2 separate regions of the Tachysurus fulvidraco genome follow, and region 2 is linked to region 1. A link is a contact called in public Hi-C data. All regions are on one chromosome and are shown on one strand. The core of a region is the stretch at or near the end of the contact, and the rest is flanking DNA. Distances in the headings are between cores, read along the strand shown. Region 1 holds the start of cct3 (T-complex protein 1 subunit gamma). Region 2 holds the start of mroh1 (maestro heat-like repeat-containing protein family member 1).

Region 1 (5,924 bases), core at 504-3,003:
ACTGATTACCACAGTGGGATGCATCTGCTGCTCCAGAAAGTGCTCAGCCACTGACAGCATCTCTCCAGCTACATGAAATGCAGTCTCTTATTATACTGTGACCACTTATGATAATCCAAACAGTACATTTCATAGCAAAAACTGATTTCCCATTATCAAACTGGCAACAAACAAGTATGTAAATAATCCATAGTGTTACAAGTGGAAATAGATGCCACTCACCCAAGATAATGACAGAAGTAGTGCCATCTCCCACCTCCTCATCCTGAGTGCGGCTGATCTCAATCATAGACTTGGCGGCAGGGTGCTGCACTTGGATCTGCAGCAAAAAGTTAGTGATAAAGCAATCAACCAAAGAACACCAGGTACATCACCGTGTCAGTCTGCTAGAAATGCTTAAGTACCTCTCTCAGAATTGCATTGCCATCATTGGTCATAACAATTCCTCCCATAGGGTCCAGCAGCATCTGCTCAAAACAAAAAAAAATGTAAACCCTGGCACACCTGTTATTACAAGCATTCATAGTTATTTAATTATAATCATAACGAGACAAAAAAGATGCTTCAGTACTGTCCAACAAAAGACCCACCCATTTGTGATCAAATAACCACAGATGGATGACAATGCCTTAGTGAGTAGAATGATGCATCTCCTTTTTTTTAAGCTAAATTGTCATTTCTATTCAGCTGGAAATACCATAAGGCATCATGGCACCCGGTTACAATTCTATAGCAAAATCGACAATAACTGGTCAGTATGGATCGGATGCTGAGACCACAAGCAAAAATCATTACACACCTTCATCATAGCTCTTGGTCCCAGACATGTCCTGATTACGTCTGCTATAGCCTGTAAAACCAAAGACAGCAGTGTAACTCAAGAGTGTATGAGATGTGAATGTGCTCATTAAATAAATAACTTACCTTAGCTGCATTAATATTTCCTATCTGGACCTTCCTGCCAGACTCTCTTTTCATATTCTGGCCTAAAATAATAAAATAAACAAATGTAAGTGTACCACAGAAACAACTGCATGCACTTTGGGACTGTAAAGCTTGCTAAAACTAAGCCATCATTCATAACCAGTTTTGACGTACTAGCTTTAGCACTATGACTTGAGTAACATTACCACCTATGTATCTAATGCCAACACCCGGTTAGCAACTCCAGCTATGGTTCCTTATAACAGAATACAATAATACAATGTTATGGTGCATTCGGTTACTATAACCGTGAAATACAAAATATAGCATCATCCATCGATCTGAATGCAGAGCAAGACCATAACGTTAAATACAGCATGCTAAAATAAAGTAACCACAGACTGACAAGAAAGCTAAGCTATGCTAAGCTAAATTATGCTAAGCTAAGCTGAACTGTGCTAAGCCAAGATAAACTATACAATGCTAAGCTAAACTATGCTAAGCTAAGCGCCGGATGAGCTAGTTAACCGATGACCAAGCGAGGCCCATGCCGTTCTAGTTAGCATGTTAGCATATTAGCCTCCCATCAGACACTATGAGAACAGTCATAGAAACGGTCATATTGAGCTAACTGTAGTACCGTTAACATAACGGCATTTAAGTCCGTATTTAAAGACACAGAAAGCAAAGAGCCTCACTAAGCACGATAACCGGTCTCCCCATCATGTTTGCGGCGTGGTTCGTTAGCCGGTACAGAGATCCGCACGCAGTATAGAGAAGAAAGGAAGACTGAGGCGTGGTCGGAGACTCACTACAGCTGTCCACCAATGAACGACAAAGAAGGTTTGATAGACAGTATTCTAAGCCAATCACAGCGACGAGTTAATCGTTATAGGCGGGACAGAGCAAATCCAAGTGTGAAGTGATTTGTGTTGGGGCGGGCTTTAGTGAACGTGCCAGAAATTTCTGGTGAACTTGCTGTGACTGTGTAACGGTCCATATAAAGAAATGTATTAGAACAATAGTTTGTTCCAGGGCTGTCAGGTGTCACGCACTGAGAGTGACAGTCACGCATTTTGGTCCTTTGTCACGCACTCCCGCCACACATCGTATTTCTCACGCAGAAAAACTTTTTGACAATTTATCATATATTTAATATGCCGCGGCGCCCAAAATGTATCAGTCCGCACCGCTGTCTCTATGGAAACGGGTAGGAATCAATGAATTCTCAGTTCTTAGTCGAGCCTGACAATTTTCAGCCAGCCAATCAAAAAAAGAGGCTACACAATAGCCAATCAGAAAATAGCACTATCTGGGTAAGATTTAACGCAACAACCAATGAAAAAAAAAACATTAATTAGAGAGGGTATTTTCGATGGTCGGTTTGAACAAAACCTCAACACGAAACAGATTGTCTCTGGACGGGACATTGTCCTCAGTCATGACCCTAAAAATGGCTGGGCTTGAGCCGAACTGTTTTAAATAGGTGCAACATTACAAATGATAAAGGGTTCCAAAAAGTCAACAAACACTTACAATAAACAACACCAGTCATAATCTCTCTCTCACACACACACAAATTAATAAATGGAAATTGAACAAATACTTTGTATTTGGTTAAATTGCGGTCAATGATCCTTACCAAACACACACAACCCCACCCCCTTTATTTTTATTTATTTATGGGGGGGGGGGCACACTTGCCTGTCTTCACAACTTGAGAGCCCTGTTGTTCAATAGTCTAAGGATGTATGGACAAAAGTATTAAAATTTAATCTGCAGAAGAGAACAAAGCCAAATCCAGTGCAGTGTGTGAAGAAGTGGTGATGAGAGCAATGATTTTACTGGCATCTGTAATTGTCTAGTCATTTTCTTATGCAAAAGGAATGTTAAAACATAATTTATTTACACACTATTTATTGGATGTTACATACCATTGGTTTCGGCAAATTTTTACAATGTCCAAAAAAAAAAAAAAAAACTTTGAAATTTTGATAAATGCATATGCATTTGACATTACATATTCACCACATTCCTTTAATATCACAGGCTTATGTCAAAGTGTGGCAAAATGGCCACAATATGCAGGTTTCCTATGCATCCGTATTCCTTAATCTAATTCCTGTATTACATAAAACAAACTAGATGCAGATTGATAGATTATATATACACACAAATTGTTGGTACCCTTCGGTCAATGAAAGAAAAACTCACAATGGTCACAGAAAAACTTTAATCTGACAGTAATAATAAATAAAAATTCTATGAATGTCAACCAATGAAAGTCAGACATTGCTTTTCAACCATGCTTCAACAGAATCATTTAAAAAATAATAATAATAATAATAATAATAAACTCATGGAACAGGCCTAGATAAAAATTATGGTACCCTTAACTTAATATTTTGTTGCACAACCTTTTGAGGCAATCACTGCAATCAGACGATTCCTGTAACGGTCAATGAGACTTCTGCACCTCTCAGCAGGTATTTTGGCCTAATCCTTGTGAGCAAACTGCTCCAGTTGTTTCCGGTTTGAAGGGTGTCTTTTCCAGACGGCATGTTTCAGCTCCTTTCAAAGATGCTCAATAGGATTGAGGTCAGGGCTCATAGAAGGCCACTTTAGAATAGTCCAATGTTTTCCTCCTAGCCATTCTTGTGTGTTTCAGCTGTGTGTTTGGATCATTGTCCTGAAATTTGAAGACTATCAAGACACCCTGTGCCAGATTCAGCAAAGTAGCCCCAGAACATAACAGATCCTCCTTTAATGTTTCACAGTAGGGACAGTGTTCTTTTCTTGATATGCTTCATTTTTCTGTCTGTGAACAGGCTGATGTGCCTTTGCAAAAAGGTCCATTTTTGGACCTGTCAGGATTGGTAATAGGACTTCAGCCAGTATCATCACAAACATTGGAACTCCACAGGGTTGTGTACTCAGCCCCATCCCCTACACCCTGTTCACTTACGACTGTGTCGCTTCCCACAAGGACAACATCATCCTGAAGTTTGCGGACAACACTGCAGTGATAGGACGCATCACTGGCGGTGACGAGGCAGCCTACAGGAGGGAGGTGGCCAGTCTGGTGTCATGGTGCAGAGACAACAACCTCACCCTCAACACGGACAAGACGAAGGAAATGATAGTGGACATGAGAAAGGAGAAAAGAATGCATCAGCCACTGTTCATCCGGGAGCTTGAAGTGGAGAGAGTGAGCAATTTTAAATACCTGGGTGTCCACATCAGTGAGGACCTCACTTGGACACCTCACGTCACGCAGCTGGTCAAGAAGGCCCAACAGCGGCTGTATTTTCTGAGGAGGCTGAGGAAGTTTGGCATGTCGCCTGAGATCCTCAGAAACTTCTACAGCTGCGTCATCGAGAGTGTCCTGACCAACTGTATCACTGTGTGGTACGGCAGCACTACTGTCATGGACTGCAAACGTCTGCAGAGAGTGGTGAAGACTACGCAGAAGATCATCAGAACTCCACTGCCCTCTCTGCAGAGCATCTACCACCACAGAGTCCACAGGAGAGCTGCTTCCATTCTCAAAGACCCCTCCCACCTCCAGTACAGATTGTTCACACTTCTACCCTCAGGACGGAGGTACAGAAGTGTGAAATGTAGGACCTCTAGACTGAAGAACTCTTTCTGCCCCTCTGCCATCAGACTCCTAAACAGCTGATAGGAGTTTGAAATTATGGACATAACTGCTTAACTGTTTACATTGAACTACATTTTTTGCACATTCATTTTCTCAGAACTGCACTGTCTCACCAAGAACTGCACTACCTCACTTTATTGCCTTATTCGGCACTGAACCTCTTATTGCCTTTATTAAGAACTTTATTTCTTTTATTGCTCTTTTTTATTCTATTTTATTCATTTTTCATTCACACATTTTTATTAGGTTACAGTTAGTCCAAAATGCAGCTGCCAGAGTTCTCACTAGGACAAGAAAGTATGACCATATAACCCCAATTTTATCATCTCTACACTGACTACCTGTTAAGTATAGAATTGACTACAAACTGCTGCTACTTACGTACAAGGCTCTTAATGGTTTAGCTCCCATGTATCTAACTAGTCTTCTAACACGTTACAATCCTTCACGCTCTCTGAGATCACAAAACTCAGGGCTTCTGCTAGTTCCCAGAATATCTAAGTCTACTAAAGGTGGTAGAGCATTTTCTTATTTAGCTCCCAAACTTTGGAATAGTCTTCCTGATAGTGTTCGGGGCGCAGACACACTTTCCCAGTTTAAATGTAGATTAAAAACTCATCTCTTTAGTCAGGCATACACATAATACATCCCATAATATCATGCACCAGTACATCAGACCAGCACATTTTTATGAACAGCAGATATGTTAATCCCTTTCCACTGCTTCTCTCTTTGTACCCATCCCGAGGCATCCAGACACTGTACCAGCTCCCAACGTCCTCTGTGGGACGAAGCCTTTGGACGTCCACTGAGCCGAGGCCGACTCTAAGAATCCTGAGACATCTCCAGTTAGACTCTGTGGTACTCAGGAGATCAGAAGTCCTTGAACCTCACACCAATACTACATTTAACTGACTGTATATTACAATCACACCCCCAGTGTCACCCATATGAGGATGGGTTCCCCCTTGAGTCCGGTTCCTCTCAAGGTTTCTTCCTTTAAAAATTTAAGGGAGTTTTTCTGCTGCCTGAGTCATCTCAGACTTGCTCATAGGGGAATAAATACATACACACTGTGAACTATATACATCTAATAATAATCTAGAATTTTTATTCTGTTAATTCTTATTTCTTTTATTATTCGTTAATTCCTTTATCATTAATTATGTTTACCTTCTGCTCTGTGTTTATGTTCTGTAAAGCTGCTTTGAGACAATGTCTATTGTAAAAAGCGCTATACAAATAAACTTGAATTGAATTGAATTGAATTTATTTTTACTTTACTGTATGACATTTAGTGTGGACAGCAAAGTAAGAATTTCATTGTGCAGGGAAACAT
Region 2 (5,547 bases), core at 371-2,870, 160 kb before region 1:
CAAGAATACATGTCAATGGACACAATGGCTCACATCAAATATTTAACAATCAATTCATGTGTTACTCACCACACAAAGTAAATAAGAAATAATAAGAAAACCTCCTCTTGGTTGTGTACCTTAAAATGTTCATTTGAAAGGCTTTTTATCACTTGGCATTAGATGAAACTGATCATGTTGCTTTAATACTATATTCACTTTCAGGGAGAGAAAAAGCCAATCATTTTGTTCCATAAACAAAGCAGAATTGAAAGATCTGTAAACAAATCATTTGTATAGAGCCCAATGATTGTATGATGTCTATACAGCGTTATGTATGTTCATGTATGTTAGGTATCATGAAAAAGGGAAAAGGAATAACACATTAAGCACTAGATTGATGTCAGAATGCTGTTTAATCCTCAACATGCCATTACCTCTGTACTATGCTGCTATATTGTGTTGGCATTCTTAGAAATAAAGAGGCAGATAGACGAGTGTATATTTCTGGTGAACCGAAGCACTTTTCATAACAACACTGCAGCCAGCACCAGATCAGCATAAGGTTGGGTAAATGTTCATGGCTTTTCTAGCCCAGTTTGAGATAAAGGTGCACTGGAAGGTCTGATCAAAAAGTAGACCAGCTCTTGATGACACCATTGATAATGAAGAAGAAATAAACGTAATAAAACAAGTGTACTTACGCTCCAGATCACTCTCCTCGATGACACCCATGGCAATTCACTGGGGATCATTCACTGGGGATCACATAGCTATACATCTGTTGGCCTTTAAATACACAACACTAGTGCGCGCGCACACACACACACACACACACATACAATAAAAAAATCATTTGCTTTATTTAAAAAGCCCAAATCATCCCACGAGTTCAAAACTGTCAGAAATCGTGTGGAAGAAAGATTTCTTCAGCAAAAAGCTATAAAAACCCATAAACACAGACAAATAACGATGACAGCTTTATACCAACATCCTCCATCTATATCTGTGACTATTTCCCCTTTACTTTATTCTTTACCCAGTATTTGATGTATGCATATGAATATTAAAGACAAGTAAACAGACCCAGATGGACCTGCCTTGTCAGTTAGCCATGTAGCTAACTGTTCACTTCCTCCTCAGCCGATGATCCGAACAAGGCTAGTTAGCAAGCGTGCTAATTCACGTTAGCCTCATGACAACCGAGGACTACACAAATACCACTAAAAGCTTTAATACGGTAGTGTAAAGTCTACACTACCTTTCTGTTCGCTTGGTGAAAACACAGCCACATAGATCCCCAATCCGGTGTATGAAGCAGAGCTGAACCGCCAGACTGACGCAGATCCTGTAAGTCTGTGAGTCACTAATGTTTAATCAAACCGTCAAAAAGCCAGTAATGGTGATATGGTGTGCTGCATGTAAACACCGATGATCATGTGCTTCTTGGCTACGTCCCACACTGCATACTAGCGTACTCATAAGTACGGATGGACCTCTGGTGGCCTGCTGCTGTACAGGACTGTGTAGTGACTGGTCTACAGCAGAAGCAGGATGAGATGAGATTACACATAAAAGCAGTTTGTTTTAGTGCCATAGCTTTCTAATACGCAGAGCAGACAAGAACAACACACAGACAATACAAATAAGATGAGAATAAAAAATACACATATGTAAATAAAAATTTAACAAAAAGAAGGTGGGCGTGTCCGAGAGCAGCCAATCACCTGTGAGGAAGAATGGAATCGAATTTTTTATCGAATCTCCTGTGTGTGTGTGTGGGGGGGGGGGGGTGATACTCAAACCCAAAGTATTTAGTTTTAAGGTTTACTTATTCAATTTCTTTATTAACTCAGCATTTATGGCTGTTTATGCAGTTAAAGGAAAAGCCATGTGAGCATCCTCTGATCCACTACTTCATGCATCCTTGGCTCTTAGACACCTAAGACTGGGTAGTGTTGCTGTGATTGATAGGAGAGAGAATATGCCATCCCTTCTAAATTTGCTCCCTGTGCTCTGGGTAAAAGGTGGCTGTGTCCAGATTTAAACTGTCAATCACATGCTTCTCTGGCCATAGAGTAAATGCTGCTCGGGAACAGTAAGGGCAAAATCTTATTATGCAGTAGATGATCAGCTTTTGCACTTGGTTACAATTTATCCTGAAATGCTTTATTGAAACACAGCTGGAAACTTTTAGATCTTTATATAAAAGTAATACCCAAAACGTACCGTGTTAACTGAGGTCCACTGAATGCCAGATTGGCCAGGGGTTCAAACCTCTCTGGCAGTAAAATAAATGTCATGGATCTCGTCTGAACGTAATCCAACTATTCAAATATTAGGACTATTTATTAAAGCCAGAGAGCTTTCCATCATTGTTGACATGATTTAGAGATCTATGTACATTTTTTTAGTTCTTGAGGTTTAGTATGAACTTATTCAGGTCAAGTCAAATATGCTAATATCTATAAGAACTCAATAATACGTATGACTTTGATGGTGGTGGCATGTGATTTCCACAAATGGAACAAAATACCAAAAAATCAAAGCCCTCTGAGGCTCTCCAGATACCACTTTGAGAATCACTGATCTATTTAAAATTCCATACGATACAAATTGTTTTTGCTGTGGTTGTTGTTGTTATTTTCAAATTCAGATGCTGCATTTCATTTGTAGTTCTCCATAATCTTACCTAGAAATGATGTTCCTCACAATGCAGTCAACAAAAAGCCATCTATGTAGCTCCTAACAGTAATACATGAGATTATGCTTTGAATCTAAATTACCCCAGAGGTTCAGATTTTCTGGCTTTGCTCACCAGTTTGCCCCCACCCTCACTTACCCCAATAAACAATCATGGAACAATTGGAGTCAATTACACTAGAGGGAGCTTGAATGGCTCAGGTTTCGTGTTCATGCCGAGTCGTCATAAATACGTTTTCGTCGGTGGGGTTAAACCTTCTTCTTCATGCTTCTTATTTTTACAGCATGCAGCTTGAGACTACCCCACTGTCTAGTAGTTTTAGTGACACTTAACAAGGCAGCAGAATATTCTGCTATATTCTTTATTCTAGGCAGACATAACACAAACTGGAAGGCAGCAGGACTGCAGGTTTAGAGGTTTATTTCCGGTGATCACATGAGCAAAGAGCTAAACTCCGGCACTTTTTGTTACTTTTTTCTTTGCCACTAAACTTCTACCATGACGGATTGATGTGCAGTGCTGTTTCTCTTTCTGGAGATATTTTTCTTTTTTCTTATTTCTGAATTCACATTAAAGTGTCAGTGTTAAAATGGTTTATTAAATATGTAATTACACATAACAGATATATTAAACAGTGATTTTCTGTTTCAGGAAGTTTTATGTATGTGACCTTGTAAGGGGCCCTTGAAGTGTAACCTGAGGGTCAGTGATTTTACAGTGATTTTTTTTCACAATCCACCATTATCACATTTGTTATATTTAGTATTGAGTTCTTATAGATTTTAGCCTGATGAATTCCAAGACAAGTAAATCAATAAATTATTTAAACTTGGAGCTAATTTGATTTGCTAGTGGAAAGTTCACTATTAAAAGGTTCTATGGCTCCAATAAATAATCAAAATAGTAGTGTACTCATTTAAATAATATTCATGAAATAAATCTGTGGAACATATTTTACTGTTGCATGTCCTGGCTGCAAGAAATGTAAATACCTGCTCTTTATAGCTCACATTTATGAACATAATACACAATTTTAAAAGGACATTTTAAAAGGTCTCACAGCGTAGTGAATAAACAAACAAGTAAAGCTTGAAGGCAAGTGATTTAAAATTTGTGCTTCACAGATGATTATTTGGAATGGAGATTTTGTGAGACTGCATGAAATAACTCCTTAATACCAGGGAAAAGTGAGACATAGGATTGTGTGTGTGTGGCATTATGTGGTGGAGTCAAAGCAGAAATACTGAGACAAATGAAAACAGGAAACTTTGCTTTAGGGCAGGTTTGTGTTATTTTTTTTCTCTCACTCTGCCACTTACTCTGGACAATTTGCTTTCTATTCCTAGAACCAGGCATATTTTCAGAACATCACGTTAGTGCATAATTTTTTTTTCTTTAAAGCTGCAGTAGGTAACATGTTTTGTTTTAAATGTAAAAATTAGCACTTTTAGGGCACTCTATGCGACTCACTGTGGAAAGCTTAAAAATTGTCAGTGGTCACCACAACATGTGAAACCGTGTACCTGCTATAATCTATGAATTTTTTATCATGGGTTTTTATTATCACCACAAACATTACAGATTAATTATTTTCTTCACCTATCCCAACTGAGGAGATTGGGGTCGGAGCAAAGGTTCATCTACACATGTGGACAAAATTGTTGGTCAATGAAAGAAAAACTCACAGGTCACAGAAAAAACTTTAAATCTCACAAAAGTAATAAATAAATAAAAATTCTATGAATGTTAACCAATGAAAAGTCAGACATTGCTTTTCAACCATGCTTCAGCAGAATTATTTAAAAAAAAATAAACTCATGGAACAGGCCTAGACAAAAATGATGGTACCCTTAACTTAATATTTTGTTGCACAACCTTTTGAGGCAATCACTGCAATCAGCTGCAATCAGACAATTCCTGTAACGGTCAATGAGACTTCTGCACCTCTCAGCAGGTATTTTGGCCCAATCCTCATGAGCAAACTGCTCCAGTTGTTTCCGGTTTGAAGGGTGTCTTTTCCAGACGGCATGTTTCAGCTCCTTCCAAAGATGCTCAATAGGATTGAGGTCAGGGCTCATAGAAGGCCACTTTAGAATAGTCCAATGTTTTCCTCTTAGCCATTCTTTCATGTTTTTAGCTGTGTGTTTTGAATCCCCTGAGACAACTCTTTCCTTCGCTTCCTCTGGTCCATGTTCAGTGTGATACACACCATGTCACCAGACAACACAGTGACTACCTGGAGCCCTATATACAGGCCCACTGACTGATTACAAGATTATAGACACCTGTGATAATAATTAGTGGACACACCTTGAATTAACATGTTGGGCTTTTGGTCACATTATTTTCAGTCTTTTCTAGGGGTACCATCATTTTTGTCTAGGCCTGTTCCATGAGTTTCTTTTCTTAAATAATTTCGTTGAAGCATGGTTGAAAAGCAATGTCTGAATTTCATTGGTTAACATTCATAGAATTTTATTTATTATTACTTTTGTGAGGTTAAAGTTTTTTCTGTGACCATTGTGAGTTTTTCTTTCATTAACCGAAGGGTACCAACAATTTTGTCCATGTGTGTATGATACAGCGCCCCTGTAGCAGGGTGGGTTAAAGGTTATGAGCTGCCTTGATGCCTGGTTGTTTATGTTCTCTCATGAGTCATAATGTTATAAAGCAGCACTTCAAACGTATGAAGCTACCTGTAACATGAATGGTTTGAGATGCATTTCAAAGACACGATGCTAACGAATCACAGAACATCTGTTCGGTTGGAGATAATAAAGCATATGACGTCATTACAGAAACAGTTTATTTGAAAACAATTGCAAATAACTTATTTATCCCTAAATTGTGCCCTGAGATTTGTG

What was found. Hi-C and Micro-C count contacts between places; a contact is called where the count stands out from the background.
Region 2: a Hi-C map of testis shows a contact between it and region 1, with 7 times the contacts expected there. The contact joins the promoter of mroh1 here to the promoter of cct3 in region 1. A contact is called at or near these places in 2 of 4 Hi-C or Micro-C datasets (blood and testis).

The regions. Positions count from the first base shown.
Region 1 is chr3:20,128,107-20,134,030 of HZAU_PFXX_2.0, reverse strand. It overlaps cct3 (T-complex protein 1 subunit gamma), which reads right to left and starts at 1,753. Exons shown (of 14, transcript XM_027149933.2): 1 at 1,623-1,753; 2 at 925-986; 3 at 800-850; 4 at 405-467; 5 at 223-319; 6 at 1-68. The coding sequence starts at 1,650.
Region 2 is chr3:20,292,110-20,297,656 of HZAU_PFXX_2.0, reverse strand. mroh1 (maestro heat-like repeat-containing protein family member 1) reads right to left here and starts at 1,620. Exons shown (of 43, transcript XM_047811368.1): 1 at 1,241-1,620; 2 at 684-752. The coding sequence starts at 714.